Linked DNA regions of Salvelinus alpinus: region 2 is linked to region 1. The links are chromatin contacts, called in public Hi-C maps. All regions are on one chromosome and are shown on one strand. Each heading gives the region's core, a stretch centred on a gene start, on an enhancer-like site or on the middle of the called end of the contact. The rest is flanking DNA. Distances are from core to core; before and after follow the strand shown. Region 1 holds the start of LOC139570395 (E3 ubiquitin-protein ligase CHIP-like). Region 2 holds the start of ankfn1b (ankyrin repeat and fibronectin type III domain containing 1b).

Region 1 (6,627 bases), core at 2,184-4,683:
ACACTATTATTGCACACAGAATGAGTTATGTGAGTTGTTAGCAAATGTATACTCCTGAACTTATTTTAAAATTTGGATCACATGTAGGCCTATGTAATTAGATTATAAGGATGTCAGGAAAAATATGTATTTAAAGCTGCAATATTTAACTTTTTGGGCGACTCAGAAAAATACACATAGAAATGTGAGTAATAGATCTGTCCTTCTCATTGAAAGCAAGTCTAAGAAGCAGTAGATCTGTTCTATGTGCACTTTCTATACTTCATTCTCTTATGTTTTGTTTTTGCGTCTTTTAGTTTTGGTTTTGTACACCAGCTTCAAACAGCTGAAAATACCATATTTTTGGTTATGGAAAATATATTTCACAGCGGTTTAAATCGTACAATGATTCTCTACACTATACTTGCTTGTTTTGTCACCTAAACTGAAATTAACTATTAGAATTTTAGCAACCAGGAAATGGCGAAGCTATTTCTGCATAGTGCATCTTTAAGTTCAAAATAGTAATCCACCCAAAACAGTAAACATGCATTGATAATACCCAATGATAGGTGGCAACATCAACCATTTATCAGCATGTAGTGCTTTTTGCTTCCAAAAAAACAGAAGGTTGTATCCCACAATACTTTGGTTCTGAAAGTTCATGACCTTTGATCACATGGTTGTTGTAAAGGTCATGCAGTTGACATATAGCAAAGGTTATGGACAGTGGCGGTGTCATAAAACCTAAGGGTCAAACAGGGAAATCAAATCAAATCAAATGTATTTATATAGCCCTTCTTAAATCAGCTGATATCTCAAAGTGCTGTACAGAAACCAAGACTAAAACCCCAAACAGCAAGCAATGCAGGTGCAGAAGCCCGGTGGCTAGGAAAAACTCCCTAGAAAGGCCAAAACCTAGGAAGAAACCTAGAGAGGAACCAGGCTATGAGGGGTGGCCAGTCCTCTTCTGGCTGGGCCGGGTGGAGATTATAACAGAACATGGCCAAGATGTTCAAATGTTCATAAATGACCAGCATGGTCAAATAATAATAATCACAGTAGTTGTCGAGGGTGCAACAAGTCAGCACCCCAGGAGTAAATGTCAGTTGGCTTTTCATAGCCGATCATTAAGAGTATCTCTACCGCTCCTGCTGTCTCTAGAGAGTTGAAAACAGCAGTTCTGGGACAGGTAGCACGTCCAGTGAACAGGTCAGGGTTCCGTAGTCGCACGCAGAACAGTTGAAACTGGAGCAGCAGCACGGCCAGGTGGACTGGGGACAGCAAGGAGTCATCATGCCAGGTAGTCCTGAGGCATGGTCCTAGGGCTCAGGTCCTCCGAGAAAGAGAAAGAAAGAGAGAATTAGAAAGAGCATACTTAAATTCACACAGGACACCGGATAAAATAGGAGAAGTACTCCAGATATAACAGACTGACCCTAGCCCCCCGACACATAAACTACTGCAGCATAAATACTGGAGGCTGAGACAGGAGGGGTCAGGAGACACTGTGGCCCCATCCGATGATACCCCCGGACAGGGCCAAACAGGCAGGATATAACCCCACCCACTTAGCCCAAGCACAGCCCCCACACCACTAGAGGGATATCTTTAACCACCAACTTACCATCCTGAGACAAGGCCGAGTATAGCCCACAAAGATCTCCGCCACGGCACAACCCAAGGGGGGGCGCCAACCCAGACAGGAAGATCACGTCAGTGACTCAACCCACTCAAGTGGCGCACCCCTCCTAGGGACGGCATGGAAGAGCACCAGTAAGCCAGTGACTCAGCCCCTGTAATAGGGTTAGAGGCATAGAATCGCAGTGGAGAGAGGGGAACCGGCCAGGCAGAGACAGCAAGGGCGGTTCGTTGCTCCAGAGCCGTTGGAAATGGTTCCAATAGTTTTTCCAACATTAATTTTCCCCATAAGGGATTTTAGAATCGCTTAAAATAAGGGCTGTGTTTCGTGTAGGCTTACCCTGTCGTGACGTTTTGATAATCATGTAAATCTCTCTCGGACAAGGTGACTTTTATCAATATATTTGGATCTATTTACTCTCAGATTTAAAAAAATGCTAATTTGCATCAAAGTTAAAATCATGCAAAACTACAAATCCCGGCAAGCTCCTGCACATCATCTCTAGCTGACACCTTTCCTAACAGGTATTGTGTCAATGTAAAATTTGCACAAGACAGTTCTCAGAACTGTCCATTTAAAGAAATTTTGCCAATGTATTAATTACTACATTTAGCTAACATTAGATAGTTAATCGAGAGATTCTTACATTTGCCTTGATTCGGCAGTCTCGTCCAGATCATCATGGCATTTGTAGTTCTTTATGATAGCCACATTAGCAGCTAATTAGCATTTCATTTTGAGTGGCTAAATACAGGTGAATATATTGATAAAAGCTACCTTGTCCTAGAGAGATTTACACAGTTATCAAAACGTCATGCCCGGGTAAGCCTACACGAAACACAGCCCTTATTTTACGTGTTTCTAAAATCCCCTAAATGTACGGTGGGGAAATGATTGGAACCATTTCCCTGTCTGACCTCTAGGTTTTATGGGTATTATGACAAATTCTCTAAAACGACTTGAGGCGGCTTATGGTAGAAAAATGAACATTCAATTATCTGCAACAGCTCTGGTGGACATTCCTGCAGTCATCATGCCAATTGGACGCTCCCTCAAAACTGAAGGCAAACAACTTCTCTGGTAGAAAATGGCCTATGTGGGATCGATATTAGTCAAACGTTTATTCTAGTGTCAAAATGTACTACAAAGTGTAAATAGGATCATGTTTGTCATAAAGTCAGTCTCATCCAAAATTGAGATTTGCAAGATAATTAGGAAAAAATATGTATTTTGCTGAATAAAGGGTACCATACAGTGGTACTCTATCCTGACAAGATACATGTCTTGATAAATTTGATTTGATTTGTCTCTCCGCCCTAACAATGGGAGTCGTTGTTCGCAAAGCGGCATGGCAGGCTGTCTAGCTCCCGCCTATCCTTTCTTTGGATTGCTGGATACATCTCATTATTGTAAACCTTTTTTGAATATTCGAAGAGGGTTGTTGACGACAACCGCCTGCATTCAATGGAGAGATGCTGTGCTACTAGCCCCATGTCATGAATATGCATAGCAAACTCCAATATAAAGTGTTTTTTGTCCTACTTATATCAGTACACTCGTAAGAATTACGAAACTTATGTTCAATCAAATAAACCTCACGTAGCAAATAAGCCATACATTTTTTTGTTGACCAAATTCGACTTTCATTGACCCCCGTTAAAAAACTCCTTGCTTGGTGGGGAAAAACAACGAAAAAACGCCATCTGCTGGAGGGAGATAGATTTTCCACCGAGTTGGGTCTTCCTTTTCCTCTATGCATGTAGTCGCAATTCGGAAAATGTTTATACCCATAATGCAACACATTTTGAAATGCAGTGACCAACGTTGGTCAACGTCATGACAAAAGTGATCCGCTCGAACGCGCCCAATGACTTTGCCTTCGGGTATACTATGAAACGAAATTTCGCTTCCTGGGCTGCTTTCATCAAATTGGTCAGACCCAACCTTGCTTAGCTAGACGCGTGATGTGAGCCTCAGTTGTTGCGGAAAGGCAATCAGACCAACCCTGACTTTGATGATACGGAATCAATTAGCACATATTAAAAACGTGTATCATTTACACCCATTATTCCTCTGAATTGCATGAGCATATATAATTTGATGACATGTTGTCAAAGAGTGTATTCTGTTAGACGTATTTTCACTGAAGCCTACCTCGCGGGTTTCCGTCGTCTACATCATGACGTCAGCATAAAAACAAACTTGCTAGCTCCTGTCAGCTCTGTCGTGACAGCTCAATGGGAAAAGCAAATCAATTAGAATTGAAATCGAAAGATACTGGCACATCAACCGCCTGTATGTGAAATTCCTTTGAGAAGGTGAGGTTACATATGTTTCTGTTGTGTAGAGCTAGTAGTAGATAAATAACCGCATATTTGAGGTATGCTAGCCGTTAGCAAGCTAACCATCTAACGTTAGTTGGCTAGCGTTAGTTGTTTATTCGCGGGGGGTTGTTGTGAGGTTTGCAGGGATTTGGACGTTGCAATGTACTATACATTTGCCATAATTTCGAGTTCAGTCAACCGCAAACTCATGGTGGGGAAAGTCCACTCTAGCTAGCTTTAAGATTAGTTAGCTAGCTAAATTACCTTCTTAGCTAACCACCGTTGCTAGCCCTTGACCATGACTCACAGTTCCATTACAGTACATTTCACATAAATAATTGGACGAAGGCGTCTTCTGTAGGGTGACGTTTTGTTAAGAGCAGCGACGCTCGGTCTGAACATTAACAGTACGATTTTGGAAGCATAAATACATTATCTTTGACATCGGCGAGAAATCATTTTATAAAATAATGTTAAATCAAAAGGTTAAGTTGATACACACCTTTATAGGGTTATGGTTCCCACACGGGCACATTTCCATGTTATACAGCTCTTGTTTACGGGAAACAGACAGAAGACAGTGGGCAGACAAACTGTGCTAATTACTGTAACTACCTGCGTCTCGGAACACCTGCGTGTAAACGGTAGACACAAACGTGTTGTCACTGAAAAATACTATGTGCTGGAACTGTGTTAAATCCGGTTAAAACGATGTTCAGACAGTGTGTATTTATTTGTTAAATGATTTTGATGTGATATGAAAGTAGAGCGATTTATGTTTCTAGAACCGTACCGCAATTGAGTATTTTACTGTTTTGGCTTCCTTGGCGTAAGGAGTAATGTTTGGCTCCTTTAGTCCAATATTAGGTTAGTTAACTACCTTATTTTTTCATTGCGACGTGGACCAACGTTAGAAAGCATAGCTAACGTTATAGTCTTGACCTAGCTAACTTTCGTGACTTGACACGGTTATGTTGCTCAATTTATGAGTTGCCACAGCGACTGCACCTCATCAGAAGCGCTCGATGCAGTGCAGGTGCATTGCAGCAGCAAGGCATTGACTGTTACATGACGCTGCCCATCTTTCGTTTGTAGTTGGTGAGAAGACAAAGAACAGACGGCCTGGCCATTCTTTCACCTGACAGCTAGCCAGCCGGAGAGACGGGGAACAGGATAGGGAAGCAGCGCGGAGCAGGCGCCGCGGAGCCACCTGAGAAGATGGCAGGCAGCCCGGAGAAGAGTTCCACGGCACAGGAGCTGAAGGAACAGGGCAACCGACTGTTCCTCTGCCGCAAGTACCAGGAGGCTGCCACCTGCTACAGCAAAGCCATCGTGAGTAGCGAGCTACCTCCCTTTCTGCCGGATGATGTAGTAGTAGCTGACATGGCTAGACTTGTCCGCATGCTTTGAAAGGGTATGACATAAGATATTGACACTGACTTATTCACCTATTTTGAATGGATTCATGTACGTATAGAAAGTAGCCTATACGCTGGACTGATGCACCCTTACAACAGTAGCCTGTGCAATATGTTTGTGTTTTGTGTGTATCCTGCCAACAGAACCGTAACCCGTTGGTGGCGGTGTACTACACCAACCGGGCTCTGTGCCACTTGAAGCTGCAGCAGCATGACAAAGCCCTGGCGGACTGCAAGCACGCGCTGGAGATGGACCCCCAGTCGGTCAAGGCCCACTTCTTCCTGGGCCAGTGTCACCTGGAGCTGGAGAACTACGACGAGGCCATCGGCAACCTGCAGAGAGGTCAGGATCAACCCTCAAGGCCAGTTTCCCGGACACAGATTAAGCCTGGGTCTTCACAAAGTCAGAGTAGCAGTACCAATATAGGCTCAGTTTGTCTTTTAAAGTTAATAAATATGATTATATGGCCCCCTCAGTATTGCAACACAACATTGATGTGCATTTTTGTTTTGAGTGCTAGTTAGAATGCTATGTGCTGCAATTTAACTAAACCTCAGAGGTGCCGAGTACTGTGTAATGATACTAAACTGAAATTGTTTTGATTGTTGTAGTGCAACTAAAATGTTCTCTTGTATAATGCTAAGATCTGTAGATGGGAAAATAGGCCGCCTAACAGTTTTAAGCTTTTACTTTCAATGGAGAACATTAATGATGTCTGGACCCGTTCTGTGGGCAGCTTACAACCTGGCCAAGGAGCAAAGGCTGAACTTTGGCGACGACATCCCAAGTGCCCTGCGGCTCGCCAAAAAGAAACGCTGGAACAGCATCGAGGAGAAGCGCATCAACCAGGAGAACGAGCTGCTTGCCTATCTCACCAAACTCATCCTGGCTGAGAAGGAAAGGTGAGGGAGGGACCTGGAGCAACGCTCTTAGACTGAGACTCATACTAGTGTATGAGCAAAACGCCTGCACTGATATTCCATTTCCTATGGGGAAGCATACAAGTTCATTGCGTATGAGTTCATTGCCAGAACCCCCTTGAATGACATTAAATGAGTTGCTACATATCCTGCCCAGTGTTCTACACATGCGTAATCATGTGTGATAATAAAATTGTTGAGATGTTGGTGCAAATCTTGGGGAATAAGTCGGGTTAATGCATTAGAATTTGCGGGTGCGTTTTCTGTCCCAATCTTAGTGAATGATTAAGGAAATGCTACGTCTTTATATTTTTCTCAGGGAAGTGGCGGATTGCCGGGAAAA
Region 2 (6,627 bases), core at 2,055-4,554, 150 kb before region 1:
GCCTTTCTACTGACTCTGAAAAACACTAAAAGAAAGGTGCCAAGGGTCCCTGCTCATCTGTGTAAATGTGCCTTAGGCATGCTGCAAGGAGGCATGAGGACTGCAGATGTGGCCAGGGAAATAAATTGCAATGTCCGTACTATGAGACGCCTACAGGGAGACAGGATGGATAGCTAATCGTCCTCGCAGTGGCAGACCACGTGTAACAACACCTGCACAGGATTGGTACATCCGAACATCACACCAGAGGGACAGGTACAGGATGGCAACAATAACTGCCCAAGTTACACCAGGAATGCACAATCCCTCCATCAGTGTTCAGACTGTCCGCAATAGGCTGAGAGAGGCTGGACTGAGGGCTTGTAGGCCTGGTGTAAGACAGGTCCTCACCAGACATCACCGGCAACAACATCGCCTATGGGCACAAACCCACCATTGCTGGACCAGACAGGACTGGCAAAAAGTGCTCTTCACTGACGAGTCGCGGTTTTGTCTCACCAGGGGTGATGGTCAGATTCGTGTTTATCGTCGAAGGAATGAGCGTTACACAGAGGCCTGTACTCTGGAGCGGGATCCACCATACTGACTGTTACTTTTGATTTTGATCAGGGACACATTATTCCATTTCTGTTAGTCACATGTCTGTGGAACTTGTTCAGTTTATGTCTCAGTTGTTGAATCTTGTTGTCTTCAGACAAATATATACACATATTAAGTTTGCTGAAAATAAACACAGTTGACAGTGAGAGAACGTTCATTTTTTTTGCTGAGTTAACATAAAACACACTTCTTGTTTGATTAACTCTAAAAAAGCAACAAACCTAGAATTCATCTCTGTTGAAGTATTTTTTATTCCGACGCCACAGAGCTTTTCCCAGTTATGAAAACATACCATGAATATGATTAATAATATTATGCATGTATTTATTCAGCATAATTATTCTGCTAATCATTCACGGCCACAGCACCTGCTGAAAAGTGGGCTTCGGTATTGACACCCATACGCCCCGAGCACAGTTATAATAAAAGGTCAGTGTCCCAAAGGGCATGCTATTCCCTACAAAGTGCACTCGTGAAAAGTACAGCACTGTATAGGGAATAGGGTTCCATTTGGGACGAGCCCACAGTAAACACATATTTCCTATACATGTCAGACTCCATTTGAACCCTTTTTAAAACCCCTGTGAATGCACTTTTTGGAATCAACCAAGTCATTTGATTCCATTAAAGCACATAGAAGCTATAACCAAGGGGATCCGTTTGGGGGCGATTGAATCGAGTTCAGTGGACCCAAATGGTTGAAAAGGTTTTCCAATGCAAAATGAACATTAACACATTGGACAGGTTCCTGTACCCCTGCCTTAGTTTAACCAGTTTTTCCTTGTTTCCTGCCTACTAAGTGCAACCCTATTCTTCTGACACAGCATCTGAGCTATACCCTACCTTCTCTCCCTAACCCACGTCATCTACATTCACGCCTTAGCTTCCACCTAGTCATGCATGCTAATAAATGCTGTAACTCGGGGCAGTGAGTGTCTACAGTCTGCCTATGCCATCAAACATGCATAAGTAACAGATGTATCTTTGATGTATTCATTTTGCCAGGCCTCTGTCTGTGACTCTGTGCTTGTATCTGTGCCTTACGGGCGATCGTATAGCTGGAGAGAGGCGTCATTGCGTGCTCTGACATAGAGGCAGGGGAGCAAACAGCATGTACACAACCTTGGATTTTCAAGTGATTTATAGTCATCCCGGAGAGCAAGTTGACGTTTAGCACTGTAGGTACTTCTTAAAATGTCCATAGGCAATGACACATGGTCGTATTGCATCGAGGAAAGCACTGGAAAACTCATAAATGAATAAAACTATCAGACTCAGCTGAGCAGAGCAGGAGATTCATACCCTGTTTATGACTTTGTTACAGCCATCAAATTGGATACAGGTCGGATCCGTTCCAATGATGACATCGTTTTATGAAGGACAAAGGAAAGCCCCTTGTGAACTGGCATCCTCTCACGTGAGTCCATAACCCTGTAATCGCAGCGAACCTCCCACCAACACAAACTGTCTTTGTACTGTACACACACTGGCGAATAGACACACACACACACACACACACACACACACACACACACACACACACACACACACACACACACACACACACACACACACACACACTCCTCTGGATTTCCTTTTTCCTCCAAGCAGCTAGCCCAAACTCTTTCCTGGCCCTATTGTAGAGGCTGTCACTTCCACATGTGTGCTGGCTATTAACAACAAGAGACGGTCTGCCTAAAAGCATCCCTTTCCTGACTAGCGGGGTCACAAGCTGTCTCAGTCCCACAGAAACACAGGACACACCTCACTCAACTATTTCCTTAATCCCATTCCCTACTAACCCCTTAACCTTAATCGCTATTAACCACTATGAAGTATTCTTCTTTACATAGAAAACAACAGCTCATTAAATAAAGCTATTTGCAAGTTGTATAATTATGGCCATGTGTTGTTGAATAAATAGGCTACAACAAGAGTCAAACATCACCAAGTGCAGCTGGACAGAGAAAAAAAGATTCATTTTGAGAACCTAGCTAACACCCAATAGAACGTTTGTATTTAAAAGATTTGGCGTCATGAACCATGACATTCCAGACTTCATAGCCAATGAAAGTAGACTTAGTTTGAAGTGAGAGTGGATTATTTGTAAACTGCCTTGAATGGCAGTAGTTGAATAGAAGTTCAACGCAGTAGCGGCTAACAAACGCGCCATGCGCTGTTTCCGTAGCATTGTCATGACAACAGTGTGTACGCAGAGCTACTGGCCTTTGAAAACAATACACACACTAAAACCCCGAATAAATTACTTATGTAATTAGTTGCTTGGTCTAAAACATTGGAGCATAGGCTACATTTGAAATGTATAAAAAGTTAATCATAACCCGGAGCTCTGGATTGTCAAACAAAGGCAGAACAAGTGCACTGTCTTTCAAAGCGACAAGCGCAAAAATAATGTGTTCCAATCCCATTTCATCACATTCACATACCTTCTTCACAAAGAAGTCTTCCAATCCAAAGTGGCTAACTCCAGTCCAGACCGTTTTAGAATGTTCGTTTATTTAGGCTACTTTACAGTCAAATAAAGTCAAATAAATATCCACTGCAGAATAGCTGTCCTATTACTCCAAAAAAGTACACTTACCATGGCACTAAGAGACATGTGAAAATCAACTCGAACTTTCTCCGCCCAGTTTCTCTCATTCATTATTCTTCAGCCCGCGTTTCATCCCTGAAAGGATTGCTCGCTCCGCCTCACTTCACTAGAACTCCGCCGGAACGTTTCCCAACACACATGGGCCCTTTGATACATTATCGAAAACCCTTATTTTAAGAAAATATGTTTAATTTTAAGTTTGTTTTAATTGCCCACTTGATAACGGTGCCATTTCTAGTATTGAGAAAGATAAATCAAATAAATCAAAGGGTTTTAGGACCAGTTCAAAACGTAATACAGTACAATTAATGTAGAATGAATACTATAGTCCCTGTTCAATCTCTCTCATGACACACTTTAAAATCATAACTCTGACGAACATAATCCTTGAACCCTCCGCGGTTCAAACACATGGAGTGACACCAGCATTAGAGATTATCCGTGCTCACAAATTCTTTCACGTGCTATGCAAAAGGTTTTGTGCATTTAAGCTTTAGGCCCTACATTGCGGTAAAATAAAAGTAGTTTATACAAGGCATGTCTTTGGTTAAATATGTTATTAGCCCTTTCACAGATTTTAGCAAATGTTGATGGCGTAGAAAACGCCTGCAATAATTATATGTATAAACTGTTTATTGATGTTAGTTGTCCTCTAAGAAATTGTAAAAACATATACATAATACTAATAATAATTATTTTCTTTTGGCCTATTTCTTTATTCGGGCAGTCAGACATTAAAATGAAATATTATCCTACGATTGCTGAAACAAAATCCCCTGTTGGCATCAGTCCACTCTACACGAAGGGAGATTACTTTTTTTTTTAAAGGCCATGAAAAAAAAATGTGTATATGAGTTCAAAGACTGTCATCATAAAGGAGACTTCAAAGGTCTATAATTTACATCTAGTGAATGATAACATTATTACTTTATGATATTAGGCTATTCATTCATGCCTAGCCTACAGCCAGGGACGTTGACATTACCATTTTAAAGAGATATCTACCAACTCGGATTAGCTGAGATGAATTTGAGACCCTGATATGCGTGGAACGCGCTCAAGGCTTGGCATGGATGTTGACCCTATATCTATTAATAATTGGGGGGGGGGGGGGGGGGTGTATCTTGCTATTACATGTTTATTAATCCAAATGCTAGAACTGAAGTTAGTTCTGGTGAGAAAAAAATGTTATTCTATTCTATATGCGTCAACTGAGTTGGGAAAAGCCTTGTATTTCTTAAATATAACATCTGTTAGTTTTGTTAGTTTTGTTCGAATGGTGCACGTAAGTAAGTGCCACTAGATGACAGCATATGTCTGCAAAAATAATAAGAATAGGTGGGACAGTTATTATGGCCTTGTTTGTGAGACCCTGTGATTTTCATATAACATGCAATGAAATGGAAAATTAACAATGCACTGAATAAGATATTCCAAAAGATTCGATATTTGACTGGTATTTGTAAAACATGTGTTTTATGTGTTTCTGTCAGTGTTGGGGAAGCTACGCTGAAAATATAGTTTACCAAGCTACTATTACATCACACTGGAAGAAGTTGAACTACATTAAAGCTACCCTCAAGAAAAATATAGTTTACTTAACTAAAGTTACTTTGGAAAAGTAGTTCACTAAATCCAAACTACTTTATGATAAATTATCATATCTAAATCTGAAATGTCATACTCTACGAATTGCAAGAACAGATCAACTCTGGTGTATGTTAACAGAATGTGTAATTTGGCCTTTTAAACAAAATAACTGTTTCAAGTGAGAACTAGGCAGGTATGATGCCGAAAAAGAAAGGACATTCTTGCCTACAACAATATTTTATTTTAGCAAAATAAGTAGTGTGTAGGATACTTCCAGTAGTTAGTGTGTAGGCTAGTTCTAGTAGTTAGCTACACCGCTACATGTTAAAAAAGTAATTAACTACTGAAAACACTACCTAGATTTAAATTTAGTTCAACTACCACTAAGCTACTGCAAAATTGAGTTTATTTTATTTATTTAACCAGGCAAGTCAGTTACAAACAAATTCCTATTTACAATGATGGTCTACCCGGCCGAACCCTCCCCTAACCCGGACGATGCTGGGCCAGATCATGGCCAGTTGTCAAACCAGGGTCTGTAGTGACAACTCTAGCACTGAGATGCCGTGCCTTAGAGTGCTGCGCCACTCAGGAGCCCCAATTACTAGTTGTAGTTCACTCCTCCCCAACACTGGTTTCTGTGGGGTTTTGTTTGTTTGTGATGTTTTGTGTGCCTATTGATAGAAGGGTGTGTAAACTGTTGTAGCCTAATACATTAGATGTAGGCTACCTGTAACCAATATATAATTATTATTATTTTCAATTCTAAAACAAGAATACCTTAAGTCATTATGCATAACGTGCTCAATACAATAATACAATATGTATTAAACAACGTCAGAAAATAATACAGTGGTATTTTAATAAAGTGTCAAATTCAAATGATGACGACATTTGTGTAAAAAAAAGGGGAACGGATATCCTACTTATTAGAGTTGCGATGTACCAAGGGAAACGTAGTTATTTTGGTCATATTCCCGAATGAACTCTACGCATACTGAACGTAGAAACACAATTAAACTGATTTAAGTCTACGAAGAAAACGTACGTTTATTTTGCTTTGGCTCCTTGGAGATTCCCCTTCCTGGTGTTTTTGAGGTAACGTACATGATGACTGTATTCAATACCTAACTCGATGGAGTGGAACGAGAAATTAGATATTAGCTAGTAAAACAAATAGCTCAAGGATGCACTGGAGTGAGGCAGTAACGGTGAACAATGTATTCAGCAGCTAACGCAGATCAAACTGCAATTTCGGATAGAACTTAACATTTGGCTGCTAACAGAGAAAAGTTAGTACGTTCGACAATCAAGAAAGGAGCAGCTTGTCCTTAACCTTACATCACCAGCTACGTGTTTTGAGGTAAGAATCCTTTCGACCTAGATTGTATAATCATAAATGGACTCAAACCTTTGACAATGTCGATTATGCCAATCTATATTCGTGGTTGTCTTTGTTTACAATTGTCCCCCGGCTTTCTTGTCTCCCGCTGTCCCGCGTCATCCTATGGGTTGACTATGCAATGATTTCTTGCCCATACATTGTAGCTAATTTAGCTGTCACGCTGTGCTGCTTTTATAAACTTTGTTGCAAGTTATTTTATTTCCCCGTGGTAGGAACGTGATGGTAGTTGGACTAGCCATTGCTCTCCAGCTGAACCTAAGCAACATATGATATGCTTTGACTGTCTGTCTGCCCCTGTATGGCTAGTCTAGCCCATTCATAGACGCGAACTACCCTTAGCGCCTATTTACATTTAACATTTAAGTCATTTAGCAGACGCTCTTATCCAGAGCGACTTACAAATTGGTGAAGGTATTTT

The links. Hi-C and Micro-C count contacts between places; a contact is called where the count stands out from the background.
Region 2: a contact with region 1 is called in a Hi-C map of red muscle, with 4 times the contacts expected there. The contact joins the promoter of ankfn1b here to the promoter of LOC139570395 in region 1. A contact is called at or near these places in 2 of 3 Hi-C or Micro-C datasets (muscle and red muscle).

What each region holds. Positions count from the first base shown.
Region 1 is chr3:24,562,525-24,569,151 of SLU_Salpinus.1, reverse strand. It overlaps LOC139570395 (E3 ubiquitin-protein ligase CHIP-like), which reads left to right and starts at 3,433. Exons shown (of 8, transcript XM_071392234.1): 1 at 3,433-3,939; 2 at 5,041-5,277; 3 at 5,508-5,706; 4 at 6,101-6,266; 5 at 6,604-6,627. The coding sequence starts at 5,164.
Region 2 is chr3:24,711,790-24,718,416 of SLU_Salpinus.1, reverse strand. ankfn1b (ankyrin repeat and fibronectin type III domain containing 1b) reads right to left here and starts at 3,304. Exons shown (of 24, transcript XM_071392239.1): 1 at 3,203-3,304. capn15 (calpain 15) reads left to right here and starts at 5,886. Exons shown (of 12, transcript XM_071392231.1): 1 at 5,886-6,167.